Regions from separate parts of the Mus musculus genome. Here region 1 is linked to region 2. The links are chromatin contacts, called in public promoter capture Hi-C maps. All regions are on one chromosome and are shown on one strand. Each heading gives the region's core, a stretch centred on a gene start, on an enhancer-like site or on the middle of the called end of the contact. The rest is flanking DNA. Distances are from core to core; before and after follow the strand shown. Region 1 holds the start of Stpg2 (sperm tail PG rich repeat containing 2). Region 2 holds the start of 4930425O10Rik (RIKEN cDNA 4930425O10 gene).

Region 1 (3,902 bases), core at 363-2,862, 480 kb after region 2:
TGCTTGTGATATTCTCTTGCCATTCTGTATACCTTGCTTGCCCCTTCTTGGGCTATTCATGACCTACCCAGGGACAGGGGCTTTAGTTTTATTTGTATCCAGGTTAACTTAGAAGAGTAAGAGAACTATATACATTTGCCAATAAGTTCTTTTCAAGTAAGTAATGATCCAGCTGTTTAGTAGAAGACATCAAAAGATTCTTAGGAACCACACACACATACTTTTTGAGTATTCTAACAGAGATGCCACAATTAATTCAGAACTAAGTAGCAAACTAAGAATCACAAAATTTAAATATATTTAAGTTTGTATTGGGGACTGAGGCACTCTAGCTCTTTTGTGGGTAAGGCAGGGCCATGGAAGGATTGCCTAAGCCAGTGGTTCTTTACCTGTGGGTCACAACCCCACTGGCAAACTTCTACCTCCAAAAATACTTACATTGTGCTTCCTAACAGTACCAAAGTTATAAAGTAGCAATGAAAATGATTTTATGGTATGGGGCCACTACAAGTTGAGAAACCGTATTAAAGGGTTGCAGCATTCAGAAGGTTGAGAACCACTGGCCTAAGCCTTTAAGGATGTTTAGAAGCTGTGTGGATTTCTTAATGAAAAAAACCAACCAAACACATAGATGGATTCTGATACTCTCCAGCGCCTGTTGCTGAAGATTCAGTGGATCGATGAGGGTGGCTTGGGCTTTTTCGATGCCTTCACCTTACTTTGTAGACAATGTTGCCATTTATCCGTGTCCAACACCAGAAGCAGTTTTTAGCCCTTGCCCTTGACTTGCTTCAGTAGGCAAGCTTTCCCCTTTTCAGATGTTGCCATTTCTTGTCACCCCCCCACCCCCGCCCCCAACCCTCTGCGTTCCCAGCTTTCCTTTAGAAATCTTGATGGCCTGCAGGTCAGATTCAGTAGTGACTTTATTCAGAGGATGCCTTTTTGACAGGAGTGAAGGGGGACTTTGCTGATCCCAAACCCTGTTTTGGGGTCCCGAGCTTTTCTATTCCACCTGTCCCCGCCTCGCTGCCCCGCCCCCCGGGTCTTTCCAGTCACCCTGATTTACAGGGAAGGCAAATCAAAATCAAATTAATTCGCCTCCTTCTAGTGCGTTTCTAGGGCTTTTCTGCGCAGCGAAGGTATTCTGGGACAGGAAGCAGGTGAGTTGAGGCGGAGCTGAGGTGGAGCTGAGGTGCAGCACCGCCCTGCCTAGCGCAGGGAGCTTCGTCAGACTCTACAAGACATCTCCGAGCTCTGAGCGCTCGACCGGAAATGCTCCGAGGCCGGTGCCGGAAGTGCACCTACAGGCCCGAGTCCTTCCGGCCTCTGCCCTTCCAAGGTTTCCGGGAGGCGGGGAGTGGGCGGAGCCAGAGCCGGAAGTTCAGGCGGCTAAGCCCGGTCTCTGGCGTGACCCGTGAGCGCTGAATTGAACGCTGGCGGGCTGGCGGGCGGGTCCTCTGGCTGCTGTCCTCGCCACTTTACCTCTGTGCCGAGGACCCGAGGGAAAGCTGACGCCGCTGAGCCAGTCAGCACGCAGCTCGCACTCTAGTCCCGCGTGTAGGGACGACGCAGGCCGCCTGTCTAGTTTCCGGTCCCGTGGGCCCCGCCCCTCATCACTATGTATGACCGTGCTCCGCGCTGGCTCGACTGTGCCAACCGCGGCAGCACCGAGGAGCACGTGGGGCCTGGGACCTACCAGGTACCTTTTCCTAAGCAGCAGGCCACAGGTAAGATGCTGATGGCCAGCTTGCGGTGACAGACGGCCCGCCTTCAGCCTGCCCTCAGGTTAAACACAAAGTCAAAAAGGACCACTGTTCAGAAATGTAACACGTCGCAGGTAGAGACGATACTAGAACCAGGATTTTGATTCCTTGGCTCTTGACTGTATGACATAACAAGTTTGTGACTGTATGAAACACAATACTTGCTTTTGCACACACTTTAATCAGATTTATTTACCACGATGTAATTGTTTACATTTCTATTCTGTATTATCACTTACAAATTGGATCCCGTCCCCAATCTCCCCCACTCCCCGGAGTGAAGTTATCTGACCATCCCTGGCTTTATACTGAGACCCTCTTTCTACATTCTGTGAAAAGTTATAGCCTTCAGGGGTGGCCTAGGGACTAATAATTGAAGTAGTTAATTGCTTTTCTTCATTTCTCACCCCCCCCCCCCCCCCCAGTTTGTGAATTAGGTCCAACTTTTAATAAATATTTCTAATTCGGTCTCTGCTTTTAAAGTTCTGGTTTTTGTTTTTGTTTGAGTTTAATACCACCCAAATTCTAGTGGTTTCTTTTGTAAACCTGCATTTTTCAGTAGATATAAAATACCTCCTGCCCCCTTAAAGTTCCAGGAGTGAGTACTCTGTTTACATCCCTGCTCCATTATGGTTAGTTTAAGTTTCTCTGGACATGGTAAAATTCTGTTTGCGTTTCAGATCTCAAATTTTACATCTTTTCAGCATCTGTCCTCAGCATTTTTGGTACCTATGCCAAGTACTGTTGAGATGGTATAAGCATGTATTCCCCAGCATCTTGTGTTTACCAGTGACCATCTGTAATGGGCACACCTATGATGCTTTTGCACACCCATAACTTTTTTTTTTGACCTTTATTTTGGTACAGCTGACCACTTTCTTTGTTGCTTTCTGTCTCATTTTTTTTCCTGCTGTTCAGTACCTGACACATGATTCGGTACTGAAGCAAGGAATCATGTTTTATTTTTCTTTTTTTCCCACTAATCATGCACAGCTAAATTTATAAGATACTTAGCTTTACATCTTGTTCTTGTTGCTTTGCTCATTGTACTCTCTTATTCATATCTGTTACTTCAATCACCATTTATATCCAGCCACTCCCAAGTGAAATTCTTTATAGAGATAGAGGTGGTTTATGTCTCTAAGTTTCCCACAGGCTTAAAGTCTGCGTCGTTGTCAGTCACTTTACAGACATCCTTGCATGGCTGGTCTAAGCTTTAGAACTCTAGCTTACTTTTTTTGCCTGGCCATTTCTCTTGGCCTTTAAGACCATTGGTTAAATGTTCACAATCTCTCAGAAATTCTTCCCCTTTGTTCATAGCTACCCAATTTAATACAATCCAATTTATTTTTTCTCAATTAAATCAGTAGCATGTTGTTTCTGTCTCAGTGTCATAATTTTATCTTTCATTTTGTGTTTAGTAGTATGTTTAAAAAACATACATTATTTGAAAAACAAAAAATATATTTATTTTTGTTAACGGCAGGGTTAAAAAATCTAAACTCATCAATGGTAGTAGAATTCTTTTTTGTTATCACCCCCGGTCTTGTGTTCCATTTAGTCTGATCTTTCCAAACACCTGTACATGCTCCTACACATGACCTACAGTTCAGCCATTCTAACTTGATAATATTCTTAAGATCATTTTTTGTCACTTCTGTTCTTTTGCACCATGTGCCCAGTGTGTTCTATGCTCCTACTCCTCCTGGCTTGCTTCTACTTATTCTTGATATTCAATTGAAATAAAAATCTCTGACTAGTCTTACTTTTCCATCCTTCTGGCTTATGGTAACTTTTTTGGTAGCAGTTTGATTCTAACACACACACACACACACACACAAAAGCTCCACCAAAATGTAAACTACTTGAGAGCAGGGATCATGATGTTTACTCCATTCTTAGTTTTCAACCCAGTAAAACAATATTCTTAGTGAAAAATACCTTGTAGTAACGTATAAACTAGTGGACCACATTAAAAGTTTCTATGGGGTGGGTGAGATGGCTTAATGGGTAAAGTCACTTACTGCCAAATTTGATGACTTGAGCATAATAACTCTTAACATCTTGTAAGATGACTCTTACAAGTTGTCATCTGTCTTCCACATGTACACACACACACACACACACACACACACACAC
Region 2 (4,432 bases), core at 1,806-4,305:
TGCTAAGAAGGAAAGGATGTGGTGGAATGGTCCATTATCCCAGGCACACATTACACTTTTCTGGCGTGGCTTAGAATCATTTTGTCAGTTAATAAAGATAAACCATGGATACTTTAAATGGGATTTATATTAAACCACTTCCTTGTCTTCCGGGATGTCAGACTCTCATGGGTTGTCTTCTGTTTCATCAGGCATCCTCTCCGTCTCCTTTGCTGGATCTTTTCTCTTATCTTGGATTGGATGCTGGTGGTGCTGGAGCCTCCACGTGCATCTCTCTACAGATGACCTTGTCCAGACTCCAGCTCTGCTCTTCTCTCTTTGCTGATGACCCAAGATGCTTCCTCTGAGAGTCAAAAGACTAGAGCAGCTGCCTGCTCACCATCTCCACGTGAAGTGTCATGCATGTTCCACTCAGCAGGGCCCAAACCCTTGTCCTAGTTCCTCCCCAAGTCTTCCTCACTGGGGTTAGCAAACAGGTGCTTCAGAGCAGAGACCTAGGGGACAGATTTGATTCCTTTGTCTTCCTCAATCCTCATATGCGGCCCATCAGTAAGACTTTTATTTTGTTTGGTTTTGTTGTGTCTGAAACAGGAATTCACTGTGAAGACCAGAGACTGGCCTTGAACTCAGATCCTCCTGTCTTAGACTCCTGAGTATTGGGGTTATAGGCACATCTTACCAGGCCCAGATTTGGCAACATGGAATCTGAATTTTTGCCTCATCCCCAGGTTACTATGATCACATTTTCTCCGACCTCAGTTGTTGAATGGAGTTCTCTGATTTTATTCCTTTCTCACCATCTCTGACCTGTCCATCAGACAGGTGAGTGTGTGTGTGTGTGTGTACACATGTACATGGATCCAGTCATAAATTATAGGTGAGAAGACAGCATCAGGCATCACTCTGTCATTCTCTTCCTTTAAGACAAACTCTCACTGAGCCTGAAGCTGGAGTGCACTGCTCCTCACCTAGCCATGGGGTTCCATAAGGTCACTTGAGGTCCCATGGAGTCGCATGGGGTCACATTAGGTCAAATGGGATTGTGCCCTGCTTTTTATGTGAGTTCTGAAGGTTTACAGTCATGTATTCACATTTGCTCTAGGAGCACAGAATCATCTCTCCAGCCACCACCCGGTTTTTAGATCAGGGTTTCATGTAGCCCAGGCTAACCTTTGTTATATAGCCAAGATGACCTTGAGCTACTGTTCCTCCTGTCTTTACTTCCAAGTACTGAGAGTATAGTGTCAGCCTATACAACTTGCTTCAGACAGATGTTTTTACAAATAAAACATTTTACAAAAAAACAAATTACATTTTTTTAACAAAAAGAGTACATCCTAAGCTGGTCAAATTCACTTATCAGACTGAAAACAGAACTGCAAGTCCTTTTATGGTCATTAGGCCTCTATGTGATCGGACACACACTCCCCTGCCTTCATCTCCATCTGGTCCCTAATTCTCTCACTCTGTACTAATAGCAATATATTCTTTGCTCTGGGTGGCAGGAATCCTAGCCCTAAGCCAGTATACTGGCTAGTTTTGTGTCAACTTGACACAGCTGGAGTTATCACAGAGAAAGGAGCTTCAGTTGAGGAAATGACTCCATGAGATCAAACTGTAAGGCATTTTCTCAATTAGTGATCAAGGGGGAAAGGCCCCTTGTGGGTGGGACCATCTCTGGGCTGGCAGTCTTGGTTCTATAAGAGAGCAGGCTGAGCAAGCCAGAGCAAGCCAGTAAAGAACATCCCTCCATGGCCTCTGCATCAGCTCCTGCTTCCTGACCTGCTTGAGTTCCAGTCCTGACTTCCTTTGGTGATAAACAGCAGAATGGAATTGTAAGCTCAATAAACCCTTTCCTCCCCAACTTGCTTCTTGGTCATGATGTTTGTGCAGGAATAGAAACCCTGACTAAGACAGCCAGCATCTTTATATTCTACTGTTCCCCTTTACAAGAACATTCTTCTTTTAGACAAGGCTATTAACTCTGTGCTATATTTTATTTAAGTATTTAAACATTACTTCCTTGGAGGTCTTTCCACCTTGCTATGCAGGTCTCTGTCCCTGCAACTGTGTTTGTGCCTGTAATTCCTGAGAGAAGGAAACACAGTCTCAATGTGACTGGGAATCAGACAATGAGGATGGAAACACAGTGAAATGAAGAAACTGGATACATTACACCAGTGATGGAAGCAAGAGACATGTTACATAGATGAGGTAGAGTGAGTGACTTCATTGCAGAGGATGAGGCAGAGTGAGTGACTTTAAGGGGACTAACCGACAGAAGCTGTGTTGGTTAGGTTACTATCCATGTCACACAAGCTAGGGTCATCTGGGTAGATAGAGCTTCAGATGAGAAGATGTCTATTCAACTGACCTGCAGGCAAACCTATGAAGCATTTTCTTGATTCCTGGTTGATGAAGGAGGACCTAGCCTACTATGGGCAGTGCCACCTTTGGTCACGTGGTCCTGGGATGTAAAAGAAAGCAGGCTGAGCAAGCCATGGAGAGCAAGCCAGTAAGCAGAACTCCTCCACGGCCTCTGCTTCAGTTCCTGCTCAGGATTCTGCTCTGCTTAAATTTCTGCCTTGGCTTCCCTTAGTGATGGAACATAATCTCAATGGGTAAGCAAAACAAACCTTTCCTCTAAGACGCTTTTGGTCATTTTTTTTAATCACATCAATTGAGACCTAATTAGGATGGAGGCCCTGGTCACATGCTGTTGTGCAAAGCATAGAGTCCTAAGACAAAATGAGCCCAAGTTCTCGTCCAGCAGCAAGTGGTTCAAGGCAACTAAGTGTGCTTCTGGGGAAAAGGTAGCTTCTTATAGAACTAGGGATGTAAGAGAAAGAGTCATCAAAAATCCCATTCATATGCAATTCTGAGTTTTTGTGTAATAGTTTTAAAAACTAAATTAAGCTACTTCTTAACAAAACCTGCGCTGGTGGTCCCGCTGCACTGGTGGTCCCGCTGCACTGTGGTCCCGATGCACTTGTGGTCTCGATGCACTGTGGTTCCGTTGCACTGGTGGTTCCGCAGCACTGTGGTCCCGCTGCACTGGTGGTCCTGCTGCACTGTGGTCCCGATGCACTTGTGGTCCCGATGCACTGTGGTTCCACTGCACTGATGGCCCCGCTGCACCGTGGTACCGCTGGGCAACAAGAACTGGAACCACTTTAAGAGTGAGGCCAGAGTGAGTGTGCCCCATGCCTATGCTGGAGCCCCATCTGTGTCTATAACTTGCACATTCCAAACATTTCTTCATTGGACACCTCTTTTGCTCTCTGGTTAATGCTCTGACAGATCTTCAGTTTGCTTTAGCTGACAATCTTTTCCTTTGGAGAGGTGTTACAACTGGAAATGGAAAAGGTTTTCATCTGGGATTCTCCAACTCCCCTTAGCATCAGGCACATCCCAGAGGACAAAGCCCCAGTCTATGAGCCGACAAAAGCAGATCTAAAGACCCATATCCCAGAACCCACTGTTTCCCACGTGCTTCACGAAGATACTTTGGAAGGTCCTTCGGAATCTCTCCCTACAGGTTCAGTCCAGCTTTATCCTTTACATTAGGGAGAGTGTTATTGTTTTGTTTTGTTTTTTCCAGTGGGAACTGACTGATGAAGGCGGTATAGGTGGTTAGGATCTGTCTCCTAAATCCTCACGCAGTTTCTCCTTCTTCATATAGCGTGGCCTCTTCCTCTCTGGGTCCATCTTGGTCATTCACTGTCCTTCCCCACAGGGAATGGAATTACCCACCGCAGCTTCACCCCAAGGTCAAGTGAGGAAAGAGCTGAAGGGCTGGACTGCCCTGGATCCTGCAGCATTTCCACAGTGATCTCATTTATCTCCACTGCTCCACTTTCAGTGTCTTTGGTAATTCCGAGTGGCCTGCGCAATCGTTATCTGGCCCTTGCGGGGAGATAAAAAGCCTTGTTGGTTTTAAAGGGAAAGTTTTAGTGATTGAAATTTTATCGGCAGAATGGCCATGGAAATTAGTGTGTGTGTGTGTGTGTGTGTGTGTGTGTGTGTCCACTTTGAGAAAAAGAACTGAGACCTGTATGCTCATCATTGAAATAGAAAATCATTAAGTGACTTTTGCATATCCTAGGACACTGTCAAAGGAAGCCACAGTAGGTCATCTGCCACCTATAAACTTTCTGCCCTGCATGCATACTTGTTAACGGTACCAAAGCCATCCCCTGGCTACAACTTACCTCCTTGGAAATGTCTGGCATAAGAAACATTGCCTAATCATATGTCTAAATGACACAAACTAGAGTCATTGGGGAGGAAGGAGCCTTAATTGAGAAAATGCCTCCATAAGATCAGGCTGTAGGGAAGTCAGTAGGGCATTTTCTTAAATAGTGTTTGATTTCCGAGGGCCCAGCCCATTGTTGGTGGGGCTACCTAGCCCAGTAGTTTCTCTCTCTCTCTA

What was found. Promoter capture Hi-C pulls out the DNA fragments that hold promoters and counts their contacts.
Region 1: a contact with region 2 is called in a promoter capture Hi-C map of hippocampal neurons, with 10 times the contacts expected there. The contact joins the promoter of Stpg2 here to the promoter of 4930425O10Rik in region 2. A contact is called at or near these places in 8 of 39 promoter capture datasets (the HPC-7 cell line, cranial neural crest, embryonic stem cells and 5 more), 1 of 15 datasets of contacts at CTCF or cohesin (pro-B cells), 5 of 484 Hi-C or Micro-C datasets (LSK cells, cerebellar granule neurons, cerebellum and 2 more), 2 of 115 datasets of contacts at active chromatin or transcription factors (astrocytes and embryonic basal ganglia) and 1 of 9 other capture datasets (macrophages).

What each region holds. Positions count from the first base shown.
Region 1 is chr3:139,204,281-139,208,182 of GRCm38.p6, forward strand. It overlaps Stpg2 (sperm tail PG rich repeat containing 2), which reads left to right and starts at 1,613. Exons shown (of 14, transcript NM_198659.2): 1 at 1,613-1,727. The coding sequence starts at 1,619.
Region 2 is chr3:138,723,929-138,728,360 of GRCm38.p6, forward strand. 4930425O10Rik (RIKEN cDNA 4930425O10 gene) reads right to left here and starts at 3,056. Exons shown (of 4, transcript NR_040545.1): 1 at 2,934-3,056.